Regions from separate parts of the Mus musculus genome. Here all the other regions are linked to region 1. The links are chromatin contacts, called in public HiChIP or PLAC-seq and promoter capture Hi-C maps. All regions are on one chromosome and are shown on one strand. Each heading gives the region's core, a stretch centred on a gene start, on an enhancer-like site or on the middle of the called end of the contact. The rest is flanking DNA. Distances are from core to core; before and after follow the strand shown.

Region 1 (3,264 bases), core at 261-2,760:
TCTTGCTTCCAGGCCAGCCCTGGAGCTGGGGCAGGCGGGAGATAAGGGAGGAATGAGAGGATGAACTGGGTCCAACAGAAAGGCCAGAGGGTTCAGATCCTGTCCCACTTACTCCCTGGGACACAGTGTTCTGTGTGGTTCCTCAGCTTTCTGTCCAGCATCTAGCTCCTGGGCCCTTCTCTTCCCAGCTCCATATGTCAACCTGTTCCCCATGCCTTAGGCACGTGGGCCCACACCGAGGCTTCACACTCTGGGAAAGGGATTGTGCTTCACGCGTAGGAAACAGAGGCTAGAAACCTTAACAGTTTCACCCTCCTGAGAAAAGCTTCCAGAAGCCCAGCCAGTCATTCTAAGCTGCATCTACTCCGTGCCCGTCTGCAAAGCCCTAGCTGGGCTATTCAAAATTCAACCTAGCCAGCTAGGATTGGGTCTGTCACAGCTGAGCATCAAGTTCTCACCAGATACCCACCGGGCCAAACTCTTCCTACCTACAATTCATACTCCTAGGGAAAGAGGAAGCACCGAGTTCTCCGTGGCCTTGGACGAGTCAAGTGTGTGTCATGAAGGAGGGGGCTGAGTCGGAGGGCAAGGGACAGAGCAGTCACAGGGTTCCCTGTCAGGAAGCGGAGACTAAGGAAGAGCTGAGCCTGCAAAGCTCCTGGAGTTTCTCCACCGGGCGTGCTGCCGCCCGCCGAGCGCTTTCTCGCTCTGTAGAGTACTCCCCATCCCCACCTGAGCCTCGGGACACAGCAGCCACAGCCGGAGCTGCTTTTACTCTCCGCAGGTGGGTAACGGAGGCAGAGAAGGAAGGCGCAGGATCGCACACGTACACTTACACTCATTATCCCAGCCTCAACTCCACCAAAGCCTTGCTCCAATTCTAGGGTCAAGAGAGCTGGGTCCCCTTCTGTCTCCGACCAAGGCTCCCGGTTGAAGGACCTCCCAGGGCTTCCCTAAGTGTGGACCGTGCGCGCCGCGGTGACTCATCTGCCCCTTTCGGGCGCAGCCCAGACAAGGGAAGAAATAAACGCAACTTTCCAAAGAAAACTCTGCGGCGGGAGGCTGCAGCAGGGGCGGCCGGCCTTCCGTCGGCCTGGCCCGGGACTCCGCGGCTCCGATCCCGCCCTCCGCGCGCGGCCCGGGACAGCGGGCACCACAGCACAGCGCTCCGGGAGGAAGCGCACTCAGCGCGGACGCGAGCGGGCGCCCGCCCTAGGCACCCGGTCACCAGGGGCCGCGCCCTCCCCGCGAGCCTCCGCTCGCGCAGGGCCGGGACGCCACGGAGCGGCCCCATCCCGCGGGGTGCTGAAAGCCACCGCCGAGCACGGCCACCCGCGCGCACCTTTCCCGCCGGGACCAGCCCCTCCCCTACCTGGCCCGGCGTGCGGCTGTCACCTGGGGCTGGCGCGTGCGAGCTCGGACCCCTGCTTCACCAACGCGCGCCAGCGGGCGCCTTTTAAATCTCCAGGTTACTCAGTGGGGGGAGAGAGCATGCGCGCTGGGGCTGCCAGGAGGGGGGCGGGGCAAGGCGGGTCGGAGGTGGGGGGGTGCTGGGAGGGGATGGAGGGGTGGGGCCGGTCCCCAAGGGAAGAAAGCGGGAGGTGGAAAAGCAGTCTCCTTTCTGGTCGCGACCGGACGGGCAGCCCCCGCGTGGCTCCTAGACTGCCCTGTCATTACCTAGGGCCGTGCACCGCCCCCTCTGCCGCTTGCCACCAAAACATTTAGGTAAAAACTACCCAGCTCCACGGGGTACCTCCCCTCTGCTCCTCGACCATTGCCCGCGCGTGCCATTCTGGACATCCTGCTGTCCAGGCACAACTGCGACCCACCCGCACTGGACCACGCCTTCAAAGGATCGGCCACATTCTGAGAGCTACTTTTCCTTGCTCTCAGAAAGCTAACTCAGTGCCTCTTTCTGCAACTCAAAGACAAAACTCCCACTTCTTTTTTCTTCTTTTACTTGTGGTTGCGTATAAGGAAGGAGAGGTGATAAATTGCCACCAAAATGTTCCCAGTCAAAGTTTCCAAAATGCCTGGACTGGCAGGAAGCGGGTGCAGGTGGGAGCGTTGCAATCGTAGGCTGATCCCGGGGTGGGGGTGGGGACTTTATTGTGTCTCTTTCATCCATGGAATTGTCTAAGGTGGAGAGACATTCACTTAGGCGACTTGTTGACCTCAATACCACAGGCTAGACATTTCTGCAGATATTTTTGGTGCACGAGACTAAGTAATCATAAAAATATCAGAGGGAAATGTGTTGTTGATGAATATTATATATTGGGCTAAGGGTTGTTTTCATCATCTCGGTATGAATATAAACAGACATTTTCCCCTTTGTTCTTATTCTCTGAGCAAGATACATATAGCCAGAGCTTACATATATGAGCATTTACATCGTATCAAATGTGTGTGATGTCTCAGTGAGAAGAAGTCCACAAGAAGATATGTGCAAGTTTATGTACAAATACTACAGCATGCTGTCTTGAGACCCTGGGGTGGATCGGGTATCCATAGGGTCCTGGGACCATCTGCACTACAGAATCCCAGGAAATGCTTTTGACATGGAGGACCTGGATGGCCTTAGATGGGAACTGGCCACTATGGTGCTGGATTGCAGTGTTTTGTTTGTTTGTTTTTGTTTTTTTGTTTTGGTTTTTTCGAGACAGGGTTTCTCTGTATAGCCCTGGCTGTCCTGGAACTCACTCGTAGACCAGGCTGGCCTCGAACTCAGAAATCCGCCTGCCTCTGCCTCCCCAGTGCTGGGATTAAAGGCGTGTCCCACCAACGCCCCGGCCTGGATTGCAGTGTTAACCCAGTGTTAACCCTTGTGCACCGTGGGGGCAAGTCCTTCCCATCTTCTGGGTTCTGTTCGAGGCAGCTAGTCAGCTGTCCCCCCAAAGGCACCCCCAGGTAGGAGGATAAGGATAGAAGAAAAAGAGAGACGTCAAAGGGAAAGCAAGAAATGGGCTAGTGGGGAAGAGAGCATATGTACAGGGGGAAACAGAGAACAAAATGTTAAGAGTCTGCATTCCGAGTCATTACATTAAATGTGAAAACCTTCTGGGCATAGCCTCCTTGGGAGCACAAGAACATTCATCCTAACTGGGATCTTGGCTTTCCAACATTTTTAACATACTTATCTGTAACCAGTAGAGAGCCCAGGGTGGAGTTCTGGTGACTCCGAGGGAGCCAGTGTCCCCTTTGCCCCAGGAAAAAGGGGCAGGAGTCATGGGGAATGCCAGGTCAGGTGGAAAATTACAGAGC
Region 2 (3,264 bases), core at 471-2,970, 250 kb after region 1:
TGGGAACACGTGCTGTTATTGACTGACCCTTAAAAGACTCTGACCCAGGAGAGCCAAGAATGACTGTGGTGCTCTCACCTGGATGGAAGCTTGGCATTTGTGCCACAGCACATGGGCCTGGAGATTTGTGCTTCCCCTCCCCCTAATTAGAATTCAGCCCATCAGCCTTGGCATCAAGGCTAAGTCCTGGTGGGTCCTGATCACACTTCTCTCTACTTCTTTCCCCTCCTCTCTCTCTCCCTCTCTTCTACCAATTGTCATTTCCCTTCCTTTTAATTGTTGGTTGAGTAATACATTTAAAGACCTGGGAGTTCAAAATGAAGGCCTATACCTTGGAAAGACTTGATCCTGCCTGCCCAGACTTTCCCATGAAAGGTAACCCACATTTACTAATTTCTCACTTATCCTCCTAAATTCTCCTTATGTAGAAGTTGTTATGCAAACTTTCTATGGTAGACTACATAAGGTATTATATACATGATTTTGCTGCTGAATTCCAGTACACCCTGGATTAAGAACAACTGTGTTCTTAAACGGCTGGAGAGATGGCTCAGCGGTTAAGAGCACGGACTGCTCTTCCAGAGGTCTGAGTTTAGTTCCCAACAACCACATGGTGGTTCACAACCATCTGTAATGGGATCTGACGCCCTCTTCTGGTGTGTCTGAAGATAGTGACAGTGTGCTCATATACATTGAAAAAAAAATCTTAAAAAAAAAAAAAGAATAGCTGTGTGCAGGGCTGTGACTACATAAGATCAGGCCAGCTAAAATCCCAGCAAGGATTGGGGTGGGGGTGGGACTCATGAAATCCCATCACTAGCTGAAGGGCTATTGGCAGTCAGCTGAGTGGAGGGGTGGAGTTAGTTTTCTCCAGGGATGCAGCTACTAAGAGGGAGGTTGCCCGTGCTCCAGTAGATGCATCTACACCTATACATATGCAGGCAGCCCTAGATGGACTCCAAGGAGGCTAAAGGGAGAACACATTAAGTTGTGAGGGAAATGTGGGGGTGGGACATGGGGGAGGTGTGGAAAGGGAGGGAATGGGGTCAGGTTTCATCAAAGCACATTTTATAAGTACATGAAATTCTCAAAAGAATGGAAATGGTGAAAAAAAAAAGTGATGAGGTTTTGGTCTTAGTAAAATCCATTTATGTATTTATTTAAAGAATAGATGGGCAGTAGTCCACTAAAACTCATCCATCCCCTACTGTCCGCCAGTCTGTAAAGCTGAGTGCGGTGAATCAAAACACGCCCACCCTAGCAACTGGGAGCCTGAGGCCGAAGAATACCAAGTTCAAGGCTGCGCATCAATAACTACAACAAAAGACAAACCTATCAGCCCCCTCCCCATAAAAAACAACAAAAAGCACCCCTTCTCTCAAAACAAAAACTAGAGCAGGCCCTGTCTTCATGGAGAGGAAGCATAGCGAACAGTAGTGGGCGCTACTCATCCCAGAGCTACCTGTGTCTAACCAACAGCTCCCCAGCACTGCTCTGGAGCAGGGGGAGGGAGACGAGGGTAAGTGAAAGCCACAGAAGTCCTCATCTGTGGCTCTCCTGTCCCAGTCGAGCTGCTGCTGTTGGTCACTGTGATGTGCACAGAGAGAGTGCACACAAGGCTGCTCTTGGGTGCCAGAGGCCGGTGTGGGACTGCAAGCAGAGCCTGAGAAGCTGTCTGTGGCCGAGGGATAGACAGCCCAACCACCAGGCAGCAGTAGAAAAGCTCTGTTATGTGGGAGCAAACGGCAGCAGAAATGGGCATTTTCCCAAGTCCCTGAGGGCAGGGCCTAACGTCCAAGCCTGCTTTGTTTGGTGATAAGATTTGGCTTTGTTCTTTTCCCGAGCCCCAAGGATACATGCTGCGGGGAGTCCTGATCTGAGTTCTCCGTTGACCAGCAGCCAAGGGTGCTCCACTTGAGCGAGGCTGTGGTGAGCCCGATCAATAGAATCCTGTTGACTGGGGTCTTTTTCTTGAAGGGATGACTATGAAGAGGGCCTGGGATATGTTGCCACCGCGCCCAACTTAGATGTCGCTGTGGTGGGGTGAAGTTCCTGTGCCTGCTGGCATGGATGCTAAGGGCCAGTCTCCAACTCAGGGTGACTCATGGTTGGGCTACAGTGGCTCGCAGGGACCCTTACTGTGGGTCTGGTTGTCAGCTCAGCTCACTCTGCCCTGGGGATTGGTCAGCACATCTCCCAGTTGTAATAGGATATCTGTGAGTCTCCAGGCCCACAGGTCCCTGCTTCCATTTGGAATATTTAGTCTGTGCTATGACTCTAAAGAGGACACAGAATCTATGTCATGTGCTTTAAGGCTGTGGCAGAGCCTTCCCTTCAGGCTACAGTGTGTCCAGCAGGGTCGGGCCAGAGCTCTGTTGTTTGAGCTGAAAGCTCACTGCTTTCTCAGGACCACGTCACGGGGAGGTGAGTCCTCAGGAGGGTTCACCTCCAATGTCGGATGCTGTTATTGCTGTCTTGAAGTCTTAATTTTTGAACAATCTCACTTTTTTACGGGGCCCTGGAAATGAAATGATGTGGCTTTTACTGCCTACACTTTAACATCGTTGACATGCCAATTATGCTGACATAGATTTTTTTTTTTAAAAAATTAAAAAGCAAACACCATAGTCTCTTCTCGTCCAAAGAAACTCCTGGACATCCCCCTCCCCCATAGATATCTAAAGTTACATAGTACTAATCCCGCCCCCAGGTGCTATGTTTCCTCCTAGTCACACAAGCGTATGACAGAGTATAATGAATAAATTAGGTACAGCAAGAGATGGACAATAATTGACAATAAATTAAATGACCATGAGTCTGTACAAGTAATAAAAGGCTATAAATGCATATTCTAAAGATACTGTACTGTTCCCGACCTTATCCTCATGTGACAACATGAGATGATGGCGTATCTCAGTGATGAGATAGTGACATGGGTATTGTGGCGTAACTTTGGTTACTATTAATAGAGGCATTTGGAATGATGGCAGTTGATACATCTGAGACAGCTACAAAGTAACTGCTGGATTAGATGCACAGAATAGAGCAAAGGCAACTGACCTGGGTAGGATGGCGCAGCGGTTCACCACACTCCTTCAAATGACACGTGCATTGAAAGTTGTAAGTTATTTATTTCTGGGATTTGCTATTTAATATTTTTGGTCCACAGTTGACCATGGGTAACTGAGACTGGTATCACTGACCAAGAGGGACTATTGTCCCATAAAGGATATAAACAATGGAAACACATACTATTTGCTGCGT
Region 3 (3,264 bases), core at 497-2,996, 170 kb after region 1:
CATTACTGGCAGGCCTTAGGAGTGTGTTAATAATTACTGTAAATGGAGCCCACTAGACATAGTGCCTGCATGCCACATGTATGTGTATGGTAACAGGGGTGGAAGTGCTGGAACAGAGTTCTAGACATTTGCACAAGAGAGTGAATCCCTTGTGTTACCTGTTAATGGTAGAGTTCGTTAATTGATACATATTTAGGGAAAATGTAGGCGCGTCAAACCCCAAACCCACAGTTAGTTCCCAGTTTTAGTTCTTCAAAAGCTAACCTATAGTTCTCACTTTATACTCCACTGTGGAATATTTGGATTCACCCCTTTATATATCCTATGTACAAAGTAAAAGGCAACCCCAGAGCAGGTGACTGTCTTCTATTAATGGCAAAATATATTTCCTTATTGCCCATCAAGGACAAAGTCTCCAGTGTATGTCTGCCACCCTTAGCCCTTAGTTTGTAGCTGACCTTTGCGGATATATTCTCCAAACTCAGCAAGGGCTGTGGTGTTGGATTCCTCGTGGCTGAAAGACACTGTGGGAATCTGGATGGCACCTGTTGGGATTCAGTGGTCAGAGACAGACGATTAAGGTTGATAGAGGTTGAGTGTTTCTGATAAAAGTCTGAAACCATAGCTGAATGTGGTGGTGCACAGCTGTAATCCCAGAACTTTGGAGGAGGGAGGGAGGGAGACAGGGAGAAGAAGATGAAGAAGATGAAGAAAAGCGGAGGAGGAGGAAGAGGCGGCGGAGGAGGAGGAGGAAAAAAAAAGAAGAAAAAGAAGTAGTAGAAGAAAGAACAAGAAGGAAAGAAAGAGAAAGAGAAGAAGAAAAATAGACAGATGATGGCAACCAACCAGCTTGCAGAGGACTATTTGCCCAATGCTCTGGGAAAACTATTCCCAGGCATCTCACTTCACTATGTGCACAATCCATCTTCCACTAAGGGTTAGCATTTGATCACTGTGTTGACTTGCATATGTTTGTGTAGGCAGTTTTTTTTTTTAATGAATCCACTACTTAATGAACAGAAAAGAGAAGTTGACAAGGCGTCCGTCCCACCAGCCTGCACAAATGCTCTTTTCTCCTGAAAGTCCAATGAGTTAGTTGCCTTGTTAAGTCCGTTTTAGGGGAGAACTACTTACATATTACATACACCCCAGGAATAATTCATTCTCTTCAGAGCCAGCGAGTCCTACTGACTCTACAATGTTATCCAGAGCTTTGTCCTTGAGGGAGTCCTGGGGAAGATCATTTAACGAAGCCAAACAGTTTTGTTTTAAGGCACCGCAGAGATTGAAAAGGTTAAAAGATTTAGAGTTGAAAGTGCTACAAATACTTTTTGGAGGCAGACAGGGGTAGGGTGGATGCCAACAGTGCTGAGAGGAGAGAAGCTGGAGCCTCTAGGCTAGGCAAGGGATTACCGACGCAAGTGCTAGACCAGTGCACAGTGTCCCGAAAGCTTGCAGAACGCTGGCTGGGCCCGCCCGCGTCCCTCAGCAGAGGGAGGTAGGCCCTCTGGGACTGAGGGACTCAGATCTGAGAACAAGGGGGCGGAGGTTCACCTTTCAGCGCCTCTTTTATAGCGACACGCTCCTCCTCGCTGAACTGGGAAGGGATCCGGGACGCCCCCCGATTTTCCCTGCTTCTAGGGCCAGTGGATCCGGAGACCGTAGCGAAAAAGAGAAGGAGCACAGCTGCCCAGGCGGGCAAGCTAGCAAGTAGCTCAGCCATGTCTCTCCCCAAAAGCCACCAGTCGGGCTAGAGTTTGGACCTAATAGCCTAAAGCATGACTCGCTGCTGACCAATCATTGATTGACCTGGACAGCAACCAACCAATCAATCGAGCGACCCGCCCTTGAGTTGCTGCCCTCTAGACAAGGGTCAGGACTAGCCTGCTCTTGTTCTGGCATTTACTACATGAGAGCAAAGGTGTGTGTGTGTGTGTGTGTGTGTGTGTGTGTGTGTGTGTTATAGCTTTAATTTCATCATAAACTGCAACAGTGTGTCTGTTGATAGGTAGTGCTTTGACAAACCAGCCCCGACGAGTTTGCTCCTGTTTTGAACCTTTTCTTAGCATGCCAAGATGTGACCTTGTGTCCTTGGGAAAATGAATAGAAATATGTAGCAGTGGTGGTGGTGGGGGAACTGGAGGTAGCCATTAGAAAGTCCCAGACACCAGGGAAGCGAGAGGTTCCCAGGACCCAATGGATATGACATTAGCCGAAATATCCAACAAAAGGGAGATAGAACCTGTAGAGAACACCTCCAGTAGATAGGCGTGGCCCCCAATTGAGGGTTGGGGCCACTCACCCATCTCAAAAATTTTAATCCAGAATTGTTCCTGTCTAAAGGAAATACAGGGACAAAAAACGGAGCAGAGACTGAAGGAAAGGCCATCCAGAGACTGCCCTACCTAGGGATCCATCCCATCTGCAGACACTAAACTGGATACTATTGCTGATGCCAAGAAGCGCTTGCTGACAGGAACCTGGTATAGCTGTCCCCTGAGAGGTTCTGCTAATGCCTGACTAATAATACAGATGCAGATACTCAAAGTCAACCATTGGACTGAGCACAGGGGTCCCAGTAGAAGAGTTAGGGGAAGGACTGAAAGAGCTGAAGGGGATCGCAACCCTATAGGAAGAACAACAGTATCAACTAACTGGACCCCACCCCCCTTAGCTCCCAGAGACTAAACCACCAACTAAAGAGCCATGGAGGGGTCCAGAGGTCCCATGTAGCAGAGGATGACCTTGTCTGGCATCAATGGGAGGGGAGACCAGGCAAGGGGAGGGGCAACATTTGAAATTTGAAAATGTAAATAAATAAGATAACCAATTAAAAAAAAAGAACTAATCCAGTGCTACAGGTCCCTTCCCCAAAGCTTTGAGGGTTAAGCCTGCCTGCCCTGGGGGTTTTCCTTTTAAAGTCCAACAAACTGTCCCCCAGTTTCTGTTAGAGTGTATTCTTTGTCCTCAAGCTTCCATTTGTGATGGTTCTCAAATTCTTTTATTAACGACACCAAGAACCCCAAGAGGGGCTCTGATTTTTCGGGTGTAATATGATGGTCCTACTAGAACTCTGAAAATAGATCTTCCTTTTAATTCTTTAATTGACAGAGAAAACGAAACACAGTACTGTCCCTCTAGACAGGTTTCATTAGTACACTTTATTCATGTATATATTTTGATTAAATTTATTCCTAAGCTGTTCTTCTCGCTCTCTCTCTCTCTCTCTCTCTCTCTCTCTCTCACACACACACACACACACAC
Region 4 (3,264 bases), core at 436-2,935, 130 kb before region 1:
AAGTTTGCCACCCATATGCATCATTGTGGAATTCTGCAAAGTGGGCAGGCAGTAGTCTCTGAATGAACTAGAAGAGCCTTCTCATGTTTTGAGAAATACCACCAGAGGGCTTCCAGTAGGCTCAATATGGGGAGTTGAGAGCCAGGTGTTTCGTGAGTGGTCAGGTCTCAGAGTCACGACCTGGGATACAGATAGGATGACATGAGCAGAGACAAGGTCAGATGTTAGGTTGTTTTCAGAACTCCGAAGTAGACAGCATAACCCTAGCAGGACAGCTTCATGGGTTAAGGACATAGAGTTCATATCCTTACTGGACAACTAGCTAACTGAGCCACCCTGGTCCTCAGTATCCTATGTGCAAAATATAATAAACGTACTCACTTCCCAACACAGAAAAGGCTTGGCACACATTAAGGGATCAGTAAATGTTAGTCACGATTGCCTATTGACGGAAGATTTTGAGTGTAGGGGGAATCTAAATTAGTCCGGAGTCTCTGTTTGTGTCCTTGCCACATCCAAGGTTAGTCCTTACCACCCAGGCTGCAAGTGAAGGTGATAAAGAAAGCCAGGGATCAGAGTTCCCAGGTTGGGCTTTCTCCTCTTGCTAAACCTCTCTGTGAATACGGGCCAGGAGGAGGCAGCACTGGCTGGATAGGAGGGTATGTCCACCAGTGTCTCTTAAGCCAGGCCTCTGCCTCCTTAGGCTCAGCTTCCAGTGCTGAGTGGTGGGGTATGGGAAGGAGACAGACATGCAGATTGTGGATCCCTGGATCTTTGCATCTGAGGATCTAGGGAAGAAATGGAATTCTCTGCCTGCTCTGTCCTGTGTAAATCTAAGAGGCAGTCATAGTCACCCTCCTCCACGGAAATGCTCCGCTTGGGTGGGACTCCACTCAGATCTCCTTCCTGCTGCTCTGCAGGGACTGGGAAGGTTCCTGGGAAGGTACAGAAGATTCTGGGTCAAGCATCATGACTTAGTCACTTAACACTACAAGAGGCCACATACCCCTGCTCCCCAGCGGACCTGCCATTTTTGGAGAGCCTCTCCCCTCAGCTTTGGCCATGGGAAGAAGAGCGGCATTGACTGTGGAGCCTGAAAGGATCTGACATCCATCTCTGGAAGAAAGAGGGTGGGAAGGAGGGATGGGTGGAAGAAGGAGAGAAGGGAGGAGAGGGAAAGGGAGAAGAAGGAAAAGAGAGATGCCTTCCAGGCAGCAAGGCATCATAGTGAGTGCCTGAAATCCTAGCATTTGGGAAGTGGAACTTGAGGATCAGGAGTTCAAGGCCTGCCTAGGCTACTAGAAACTCTGGAGAGAAGGAGGAGGAGAGGAAGGGAAGAGAAAAAGGCTGTCTTTTTAAAATCAGTATTTACAGGAAGAATTGGGATAACCCAGGGGTAGATGGCTTCCAACACAAAAAAAGGTCTTAGATTCACACCACCACCACCAATAAGAAAATGTCACCAGGTAGAGAGCCCTAGCAATTGGTGAATACAGACTGTAACCACATTAGGCAGAACACCAAGACTGCGCCCTAGACACCAACAGAAAGGAGACACGGAAGTGTGTGAGGACTTCCGGCCAGCTCCACCACTCGCCTGTCTGCTGGTCTGCCAGAAGGTAGAGGCAGCAGTGGGGTCTGGAGTCACGCCCGCTATGGGAATGCTTATCTACATTGTGAGCCAGGGCCTGGCTTGCACAGATGACTCACACTAGCAGAGGAATCCAGGCCAGCAGGAAACAGGTGGCTACCCTGACACAAAGGAGATACTGACTCTGTTGGACGGTGGTACCATTGGAGCCGGACCCTAGGGCTGAGTGCATTTCTGCAGAACCAGGACAAGCACCAAGGTCTCTGCCCAGAAATCGCAAGATCTCCCTGGTGGAGATAAAAGGGAGGACTGGGAAGCAAGCAGGGGTTTCTATTGCACGTGGTTGAGGCCCTGTGTAGCAGTGCAGGCTGAGGGGCGTGACCATTACCTGACTGTTAGAAGCAATACATGTACATTTTTTAAAAAATGGAGCAAAACACAAGCTTGGGTTGCAGCTCAGTTGGTAGAGTTACTGGATAGTGAGAGTAAAGACCTGGGTTTGGGGTTGGTGAGATGGCTCAGCAGGTAAGAGCACTGGCTGCTCTTCCAAAGGGCCCAAGTTCAAATCCCAGCAGCCACATGGTGACATCACAACCACCAGTAATGAGATCTGACTCCCTCTTCTGTGTGTGTCTGAAGATAGCTACAGTGTATCTATTATCTATAGCTACAGTGTATCTATTTATAATAATAAATAAATTTTTGGGCCAGAGTGAATGGTGTTGACCAGAGTGAGCAGAGGTCCTAAAATTCAATTCCCAACAACCACATGAAGGCTCACAACCATCTATACAGCTACAGTGTACTCACATACATAAAATAAATAAATCTTAAAAAATAAAAAAGACCTGGGTTTGACCCCTGGATCACATGAGAGTGTGACCGTGGGCTGTGCACAGATTATACAAGTATGTATCTCTACAGATACCACACATACGCACACATATATAACACATGCATGGAATCAAAACAATATGTCCTATATAGGCAGTATGTATTTTTACTTGTTGTGTTTTGCAGTGCTGGTGATGAACCCAGGACCTCCCACACGAGAGGCCAGTGTTCTATTACTGAGCTGAAACCCCTGATCCTATAGGCATATTAGTGTAACAAAATCCATATTTTATTTATATTCAAGAGTATGCTATACCAGTTGAGCATCCCTAAATTGGTATCCTCAAAATACTTAACAGTCTGGAACTTTGGGAGCATTGATATGACATCACAAATGTATCCACACCTGCCCTCACGTGCCAGGTTGCAGATAAAATGCAAGTGCAATAAAAATGGGCTGGAGAGATGGTTCTGTGGTTAAGAGCACCAACTGAGGGCTGGAGAGATGGCTCAGTAAATGTATCCACACCTGCCCTCACGTGCCAGGTTGCAGATAAAATGCAAGTGCAATAAAAATGGGCTGGAGAGATGGTTCTGTGGTTAAGAGCACCAACTGAGGGCTGGAGAGATGGCTCAGTGGTTAAGAGCACCGACTGCTCTTCCGAAGGTCCTGAGTTCAAATCCCAGCAACCACATGGTGGCTAACAACCATCCGTAATGAGACCTGACGCCCTCTTCTGTGCATCTGAAGACAGCTACAGTGTACTTAGATTTAATAATAAATAAATCTTTAAAAAAAAAAAAAAGCACTGACTGTTCTTCCAGAGGTCCTAAATTCA

The links. Promoter capture Hi-C pulls out the DNA fragments that hold promoters and counts their contacts. HiChIP or PLAC-seq counts read pairs in DNA pulled down with a chosen protein or histone mark. Capture Hi-C pulls out chosen DNA fragments and counts their contacts.
Region 2: a contact with region 1 is called in a FOXA1 HiChIP or PLAC-seq map of pancreatic cancer cells. The contact joins the enhancer-like site here to the promoter of Slc45a3 in region 1. A contact is called at or near these places in 13 of 39 promoter capture datasets (the 3T3-L1 cell line, 3T3-L1-derived adipocytes, cranial neural crest and 8 more), 15 of 484 Hi-C or Micro-C datasets (B cells, CD4 T cells, the G1E-ER4 cell line and 11 more), 2 of 115 datasets of contacts at active chromatin or transcription factors (embryonic forebrain and pancreatic cancer cells) and 2 of 9 other capture datasets (adipose tissue and liver).
Region 3: a promoter capture Hi-C map of liver shows a contact between it and region 1. The contact joins the promoter of Pm20d1 here to the promoter of Slc45a3 in region 1. A contact is called at or near these places in 2 of 39 promoter capture datasets (the C10 cell line and pre-B cells), 1 of 115 datasets of contacts at active chromatin or transcription factors (embryonic stem cells) and 2 of 9 other capture datasets (liver and pancreatic islet).
Region 4: a contact with region 1 is called in a promoter capture Hi-C map of the HPC-7 cell line. The contact joins the enhancer-like site here to the promoter of Slc45a3 in region 1. A contact is called at or near these places in 3 of 39 promoter capture datasets (the C10 cell line, the HPC-7 cell line and liver), 1 of 15 datasets of contacts at CTCF or cohesin (the NIH/3T3 cell line), 1 of 484 Hi-C or Micro-C datasets (bone marrow-derived macrophages), 7 of 115 datasets of contacts at active chromatin or transcription factors (the HPC-7 cell line, double positive thymocytes, embryonic basal ganglia and 4 more) and 4 of 9 other capture datasets (adipose tissue, embryonic stem cells, liver and 1 more).

Annotation. Positions count from the first base shown.
Region 1 is chr1:131,961,161-131,964,424 of GRCm38.p6, reverse strand. It overlaps Slc45a3 (solute carrier family 45, member 3), which reads right to left and starts at 1,510. Exons shown (of 5, transcript NM_001177628.2): 1 at 1,373-1,510.
Region 2 is chr1:131,713,312-131,716,575 of GRCm38.p6, reverse strand. It overlaps Rab7b (RAB7B, member RAS oncogene family), which reads right to left. Exons shown (of 6, transcript NM_145509.3): 6 at 1,137-3,264. Among named protein-coding and RNA genes, the nearest start is that of Gm30104, 19 kb to the left of the region's middle. Within about 2 kb of position 1,720, at least 26 of the 459 cell types and tissues checked have an H3K27ac peak or open chromatin away from gene starts, as enhancers often do. A contact at or near this core is called in pancreatic cancer cells and stem cell-derived neural progenitor cells, where this site is marked.
Region 3 is chr1:131,795,877-131,799,140 of GRCm38.p6, reverse strand. It overlaps Pm20d1 (peptidase M20 domain containing 1), which reads right to left and starts at 1,746. Exons shown (of 13, transcript NM_178079.3): 1 at 1,555-1,746; 2 at 459-545. The coding sequence starts at 1,723.
Region 4 is chr1:132,094,177-132,097,440 of GRCm38.p6, reverse strand. No RefSeq gene overlaps it. Among named protein-coding and RNA genes, the nearest start is that of Gm37120, 6.8 kb to the left of the region's middle. Within about 2 kb of position 1,685, at least 57 of the 459 cell types and tissues checked have an H3K27ac peak or open chromatin away from gene starts, as enhancers often do. A contact at or near this core is called in the HPC-7 cell line, double positive thymocytes and pancreatic cancer cells, where this site is marked.